Linked DNA regions of Sus scrofa: region 2 is linked to region 1. A link is a contact called in public promoter capture Hi-C data. All regions are on one chromosome and are shown on one strand. Each heading gives the region's core, a stretch centred on a gene start, on an enhancer-like site or on the middle of the called end of the contact. The rest is flanking DNA. Distances are from core to core; before and after follow the strand shown.

The links. Promoter capture Hi-C pulls out the DNA fragments that hold promoters and counts their contacts.
Region 2: a promoter capture Hi-C map of fetal liver shows a contact between it and region 1, with 4 times the contacts expected there. The contact joins the promoter of OARD1 here to the promoter of TSPO2 in region 1. A contact is called at or near these places in 2 of 5 promoter capture datasets (fetal liver and liver), 7 of 47 Hi-C or Micro-C datasets (embryonic fibroblasts, fetal heart ventricle, fetal liver and 3 more) and 1 of 2 datasets of contacts at active chromatin or transcription factors (skeletal muscle).

What each region holds. Positions count from the first base shown.
Region 1 is chr7:36,344,881-36,348,706 of Sscrofa11.1, forward strand. It overlaps TSPO2 (translocator protein 2), which reads left to right and starts at 2,147. Exons shown (of 4, transcript XM_021098667.1): 1 at 2,147-2,227. It overlaps UNC5CL (UNC5C-like protein), which reads right to left and starts at 2,529. Exons shown (of 9, transcript XM_013977897.2): 1 at 2,225-2,529.
Region 2 is chr7:36,384,186-36,388,011 of Sscrofa11.1, forward strand. OARD1 (O-acetyl-ADP-ribose deacetylase 1) reads right to left here and starts at 2,223. Exons shown (of 6, transcript XM_005665959.3): 1 at 2,087-2,223; 2 at 1,188-1,265; 3 at 681-825. The coding sequence starts at 1,226. It overlaps NFYA (nuclear transcription factor Y subunit alpha), which reads left to right and starts at 2,530. Exons shown (of 10, transcript NM_001243295.1): 1 at 2,530-2,644.

The DNA.
Region 1 (3,826 bases), core at 897-3,396:
AGTAGCTTTTGCCCACATGCTGTCATGTGTGGTTTTTCCCACTCAAAGGACCAATTTCTGAGCAAGTGCTCTGTACCAGGCACGGTGGGAAGTTCAGTGCTGCCAATGGTGGCATCTTATTCGGCTCTCCAGGAGCTTCTGAGGTCGTGGGATCCATTCACTCTGAGGGTGAGGTCTGTGAGACACCACAGCCGTCTTCAACGTCCCCAGGGTCCCCGTGGTGGAATCCCTAGGATCCGAACTAGAAAAGCTCTTGGATTCCCACCCTCCACTCCCTTCACTCATGCCTTGCCCCAGGCCTCCCGCTCCTTCCTTGCCCACCTTCTTCCTTCCTTCCTTCTCTGCGGGACCCATGAAACCTGAGCTCCCTTCCTAGCTTCCCCGGACAGGGCCAAATCTCCCCTGTATCCTCAGGACTGAGCACCAGGGCCGGATCTGTTTCCCTGGGGAACCCATTGAAAAGGTAGACAAGGGAGTTCGCATCGTGGCTCCATGAACCCAACTAGGATCCATAAGGACACAGGTTCGAGCCCTGGCCTCGCTCAGGGGGTTAAGGATCCGGCGTTGCCGTGAGCTGTGGTGTAGGTCGCAGACGCAGCTCAGATCCTGAGTTGCTGTGGCTGTTGGTGTAGGCTGGCAGCTGCAGCTCCATTTCGACCCCTAGCCTGGGAACTTCCATATGCCACGGGTGCAGCCCTAAAAAGACAAAAAAAGAAAATGTAGACAAGAATCGAAGGAGTGGCATTGCTCCCCTAGCCTTAAAAATCCAACTCTGGGGTGTGGCTCTGGTGGAGCCCACCCATGAAGTAGCAAGCTGGCAATGCCCCAGATCCGGTGGGAATGGGGGGGTCAGAGCTGCTGGCTTCCCCTTCATTTGCAGCCAATCCTTCTGGTCCCTCCACTGTAAAGATAATTGGAATTATAACCGTAATCATAGTAGCTAACGTCCAAGGAGCTCTACTCCGTGCCAGGGTGTTAAAGCGCTCTACGTGGCCGAGCTCATTGGAGCCTCACAGCGACTTTATGAACTAGCTGTTATTTTTATCTCCATTTCACAGATAAGGAAGCCAAGTTTTCTCTCCCCTCCCAGTGGGGACAGAGGGTAGAAGATTAAGCTGCAACTGAAGGCAGAAGGGAAGGATGAGCAGAGACGACAAGAGCTTCCAGAAACACCCCCTTTCTCTTTCTCTGCCCCTTCTGTTCCCCCCGGGGGGGTCTCTTCCTGTCCACTGCGAGAGGAAATGAAGTTGGAAGAGAGAGACACAAAGATAAATTGAAGAAACAATAAATAGAAGGAGCTGAAGGCACATCCTTGGTGCCACAGCAAGTGGTACCCCCCCACCCTGTGCCCACCAAGGTGCCAGATATGGGGAAAGAAATGGGGGGCTCGCTGTTTCTATAGCAACAACCTTCCCCTGACACCTCCAAAGACCAGAATCAAATCCCCTGCACCCCATTGGGTGGCCCAGCGGAGTTCCCTTGCCCACCCTTCCAATCGGGAGGGTGTCTCACAGCGCCCCATTCATTATGGGTTCTGCAGCAGGTTAACTCCTCCCCCTCTAGCTCGGCCCCCCTTCTCCAAGACTGACAGCTCTCTATCCTCCCCTTAGCCCCAGGAGGGGGAAGGGTCGATCATCTACAGCACAGCAACCAGGTCAGTGCAGACCGGAGCCCCGTCACCCCAGCCCCACGCCTGACTCTTTATTAACCCCGCCTCCAGTTTGCCTTGTCCCAGCCCCAGGATCATCCTGGGTAGCACTCTCCGCAGATGGGGGGCCTTAAGGATGCCACCATCACCTGTCCCTGGGGAATCGCCTCCTCCACCACAAGGATCTAGGCTCCTGGGCCAAAGCCCTGCTCTTATCCTTTAAGGAAACACTCAACTCTTCTCCCATGTCACCAGTTCCTATTGCGTCAACTCAATCCCTGAACCGTCTCTAGTTAGTGAAGGATCTAAATTGTACTGCGATGAATGAGTCCAAACCTAAGTCCTAGGCAGCATTCATCAGCCCAGTTTATATTCTCGTAGCGCTGACCCCTGGTCCTCACATGCCCTGGGCAGTGGCCCTCCCTCAAGCCCCTTTCTCCTCGCCTCCTCCAGTGCAGGGTCTCCACACTCTGCCAGGTCTGGCTGAGCGGGCCAGGCTCCTCCCCTGAGCCCCAGGTGGCCCCGTCGTCGGAATACCCAACCCTCCCCAGCTGCACCAGGGGGTGCTCCCCTTACCGGGTAAGTGCTCCCAGAGGCTGCCGGCTTGTCCAGGAACAGGAGTTCCTTCTCTGAGAAATAGAGAGGTCAGCCTGACCCCGTCACCAGGCCAGCAGACAAGTGGAGGTGGGCGGGGAATCCAGGCGGGTGTGGCCTGGCGCTTTCTGCTTCCCGGCAGAGCCCTGGCCCCGGACGCCCTAAAGGAGGGTGGGGGACTCTGTCCCTGTCTGTTGGCAAAGTCCAGCTAAGGTAAGGGAGTAGCTGGGGATCCCATAAGTCAGTGGACTTAGCAGTCTAGGTCTGGAAGGGAGGGGACAGAGGGGACAACCTGGGTACAGGGGAAACCTCCCCACAGTGCCCTCTGCTGGTCAGTGCCGTCCCTAGCCGGAGGCTATTGAAAAGGCACAAGGTAAGAGGAACCCTAACCAGAGCTGCTCAGACTGTAATGTGTACACAAACCACCAGAAGGACCAGGGACCGTGTTAGAATGCGGGTTCTGATCCTGTAGGTCTGGGTGGGGCCTGATGTTCTACATCTTAGAAGCCAGTGATGCCACTGCAGCCTGTCCAGGGAGCTTAGACCATGCCTAGTCCCACCCCTTCCTGCACAGTATGATGGTGGAAGCACTCAGGGAGTTAATGACCCACAAGTTGCTGGCAGCCTTGGGACGTACCCATATCAGCTCCCTACCCAAGGCTCTTTCCATGGCCCACATGGATGCTGCCACCTAGGGGAGAACGCTTGCCAGCCTATCCTTCCTTAGACACTGCCACTGGAGTGAGATCTCTGTGTACAGAGGGATTTTTTTTCCAGCTGTTTGCTCTGTATCCTCAGCTCCTGGTATAGCCCAATCCATAGCAGGTGTTCAATAAAAGTTTGAATGAGGGAGTTCCCACTATAGCACCATGAGGTAAGGATCTCACTGCAGGGAACTGCTGTTGTGGTGCAGTGGAAACAAATCAGACTAGTAACCATGCGGTTTTGGGTTCGATCCCTGGCCATGCTCAGTGGGTTAAGGATCCAGCATTGCCATGAGCTGTGGTGTAGGTCGCAGATGTGGCTTGGATCTTGCGTTGCTGTGGCTGTGGCGTAGGCCGGCGGCTACAGCCTAATTGGACCCCTAGCCTGAGAACCTCCATATGTTGCAGGCACGGCCATAAAAAGAACAAAAAAAATTTTTTTTTAAATAAATAAAGACTTGGATGAATGAGTGAGCCAGATGAGAGGAAAGAGGAAGTACTTTGGAGCCAGACTGCCAGCCCTGAACCTGGTGACCCACCTGCGGGCTGTGCCATCGGAGGCCCATTGCTCAACCCCTCTGAGTCTCCCTTCCCCTGCCTATCAAATGCACATAATAATATTTACCTCGTGAGGCATAATGATGGCCATTATTGAGCTAATCAAGTGCGTACCACGACATGGTTGCTCCGTAAGTGGTAACTTGTCCCCATGGTCTGGCATCCAGCAGCAGAGGAAGCATGTAAACTCCCCCAGCCCCACAGTGATTGTCTTTGCAGAAAATAAGTAACTAATTGCTGCTGCTTTGGTCTTAGCTAATGATTCTCCAGCCTCTTGTCCTGGACTGCAAACCCCTGCCCTCTTCGGCCTTTCTGGGAGAAG
Region 2 (3,826 bases), core at 973-3,472, 39 kb after region 1:
GTTCATTCAATAATCTTTTTACATACAAAGAGCTCATGTGTTAAGTAACTAAGCATCATGGGGAACACGGATGTATTAAAAAGTCCTTAATTATTAAAGACTATTCAATCAAGAGAAAGTGTCATGTTTACAAATAAATACAAAGCAGTAAGAAACTGATTTTTTAAAGACTGGCATCAGAATCACCAGCGGAGACTCGGATTCAGTAAGCCTGGACTGTGGTCTAAGCAACTGTTTCAGAAGCTCCACAAGTGATTCTAATACACATGTCTGGTTTAAAATCATTGGTAGAAAGTGATGGAAGGGATCTGTAAGGAACTTTCTAGACTCCTCTTTGAAGAATAAGTACAATACGGGTAAAGAAGATCTTGAGTGCCAAATTAATACCCATGGACTTGGTTAAAGCACTTCAGTTATGAAAGGTTTCAGAGAAGCAGTTATTATCAAGACAGATTTAGGAAGAAATTAAAGACTTTTACAAAAACTCAGATTTGGTAGGAAAAGGATCCAAACTAGAGGCCGTTTTTTTATGAAGAAAAACCTAATCTTCACGGTTAAAAGGACTCAGTGGTTTGGAATCCCACCCATACGGGTATATCTTGTTTCATAATCAAGTACAACAGGAGGTCAAAAGATGCTCTAGCCAGGGCAGATGAGTTGGAGCTCTTCTCAGAACTCACGTTGACTTAACAGTTCCTGCACCCCTCCAAATTTCTTCTTGAAGAGGACAGCTATCCCAGCGCCCATTCGACAATCCTCACTGATGCAGTGCGCTAAAGAGTCTGTCTTGGGGCATGCGAAAAGGTCTCCTTTCACATAAGTAATCTAAAATGTGCAAAGGGAAAGAAAATGTTTTATTAGATACCAAAAAAAAAGACGAAGCTACAGAAAAAGACTAAGCTATTTATTTTCCTTTACTGTGCCCACCACCACTTCTCCCCGCTTCCTCCTTTTGATTTAGTGACAAATCCTCAGAATTGAAAAAATTATCTAAAGCGAATTAAAGCATGTGTAAAACAAAGTGATGAGCGGCCTCTGCCTAGGATTTTATTGGCCTTTCTAAAGGAAATCAACAGAAGAGAGAAAAAAAGACAATTCAATTATTGGTTTAATTAAAAAGTGTTTATGCTTTTGACCTCAATTACTCTGAATTTCAGTTCACCAATAAGTTAATAGTTGTTACGCACTCTGCTTCCTTCTGAATCTTCATTAGGGCTGCCGGCCATGATAGAGTCGCTATTTCCAGAATTTAAGTGTTTCTTCAGCTATAAGAAGGGGAAAGGAAGTGAAAATGCTTAGGCAACCTGAATATATTACATTCAGACTGCCCCGACCACCCACTTACTAACTTTTCTGCCCCCCACCTATCGCTGAATGGGAGTTCGTTCAGCCTTCAAAAAGTAATGCAAAACTCTTCTGGGCAAGAAAGAGAAGCGGACGCCTGGGTTGGGGGGCGGCAGGGCTCCGCTCCCGTTTCGCGCTTTCCAGGAGAGAAAGGCGGCCCGAAGACACGCCTCCTCCTCTCCCCAAGCCAGCGCGGAGCAAGGCGGATTCGCAGTCTCCTTTTCGGTGCACGATCCAAAAGTATTTCCGCATTGGGTGTGGCCCAGAAGCAAAAAGGTGGGCCAAGGCTACGGTCCCGTTAAGCCGCAACAAGGGAGCAAACGGGACGGGGGCGGGGGCGGGCGTGTATACAGCGGGAGCGAGCACGAGAAAACAGAAGGCGGCCTCTCAAGGAAAGCTCCCCCCTATCTTTGGGGGGAAACGGGGGAAGTTTAGAGAAGCCTCCCATTCTCTCTCCTACCCTGGGGCGGATCAGCGAGGCCAAATGGCCTGTCCGGGGTCCCGTGGGAGGGAGCGGGGAGCCTCGTTCAAAGCTCCAACGTACCAGGTACCCTTCACCTGGAAAGGAGTCCGCCGTTAGGAGGTCCCGCCCCGCGGGGAAGGGCTCTGGTAGGTGGGGACCAGCGGACTAGTCCGCTTGTAGAGCCAATCCCACCACAGTCCTTAATTGCACGCACCTAAAATGGCCGCCCACCACCCGGGAGTGGGGCGGAAACGAGCCCTTCTAGCTAGCTAGCCGGACCTGCACTCTTTGGTGCTGGTCGCCGAACTTCCGGCGGTAAACTCCGTAGAGTATCCCGCCGCCGCCCGGGCATGCGTAACGAGATAGCGGCCGCGAGTTGGATAGAGCGGCGCTTGCGCATTAGTCCCAGGGGTGTGTCTCCAGAGGCCGCATAGAAGGGGTGGGCAGTTGGCAAAGGAATTGGTTAGCGCCTGCGTGGTCCTGTGCTCAGGGCGGTGTTTTGAGTTGAAGGGTCCGGCGCGTCAAGAGAGCGCCTGCGTATTCCTTCGGCCGGGGGAGGAATCTAATTAGGGAAGTGGGCGTGGCTTCATCGTACGCCTGCGCAGTGCTCTCTCAACGGGGATGGGGCGAGCCCAGAGCTCGGGTTAGGGGGCGTGGTCTCAGAGGCGCCTGCGCGGAGGCAGTTGGAGGGAGGCCCGATTCCCCTTTGTTCGGCTTCGCCATTTTGCGAGGCAGCGGCAGTGGCGGCGGCAGCGGCGGCTGGAGCCTCTGATTGGGTTTCGGGGTCCGGTACTGGAGCCAATCAGCGCGGGCAGCGAACCGGGGGAGCGAGGCACGGTGAGTGTGAGGAGCCAATATCCAGCGGCCCAGAGCCGGCCCCAGCGCCCCGATTGGCGGGTCTCGCTGACCACTCAGGAGAGGCCCAGGCTCCCGTCGAGCCCGGGGAGTCGAGCTGAGCCTAACCGAGCGGGGCTGCTGGCGGCCTCGGCTTGGAGCCTGCAAGCGCTCCGGGGTACTCCCTGCCGAGGCCTGCAGAGGGCTGCCCCGCGCAGGGATGGCGCTCTCGGGAGCAGGCACCTTGGGGTCCAGCCCTTTGCAGGGTGTCAGGGCCAGTTGGCCATGCGTCCCGGTTGTTTCTACCCTTAGGCCTAGGTTCTCAAGCTCCAGGCCCGGGGGTGGCGGGTTTGACTGCCACGAAGGCCCCCACGCTCAGGTATACACACAGACACACACACGCGCGCCCGGGCCTCGGCGGTTTTCTCCTGGTCGTTCGGCCTCACTCTTTAGCCTGCCCTAGCACTCACCACGCTCTAGCCCTGGAAGGGAAATCACTCCCCGCGGGGCCCGCGCACCCCACTTCTCCGTAAGCGGGTCTGGGTATCTCAGTCCTCTTGAGTCGGGAGGGAGACCCAGGGAGGACGCGCGCCCCGGCCACGGGGCCTTGCGTGCGGCGCGGAGAGGGGGGGGCCGGCCCGCCCCCGCCGTCCCTTTGATCCGTTAGTGCGCCCACTCCCCGGTCTGGCTGCGCCCCTCCTCCCAGCTCGGCCCGGGTCTCCAGCCAGGCGCCGTTACCACCCACTTTAGGCTCGTCATTTCCTCTCCTCCCCGCCCGGATCTCCGGGGCAGAACCGCACACCTCCGTCTTGGAGCCCAACCAAGCAGTCTGCCTTTCTTGCCCGGGCTGTAAGGCCTGTCCATTCGGCGCCTGGAACTTCAGTCTTCGAAGATTGCGAGCCCTGTGCATTCTTTTTCCCGGAAGCTGCACAACTTGTTTTTATATCACTGGCATTTTTTCTTGTTGCTTGGTCTTGTGAACTCTCGCTCCCTTAGGAACGTAGTACAGTCCTTTTTCTTTCACCTCTCTGTGTCGCTTTGAATGTATCAGGCTTCACTCATTAGCTCAGTCCACAACCATCCCTTGGTTTGATTTTTTGCTAGTATGTTGACGTTTTCTCAGTTGGTGTTAATAGAAACTTAATGGTCTTGTGGGATTTTCGTTAGGGTGAGAGAAAATCTCTG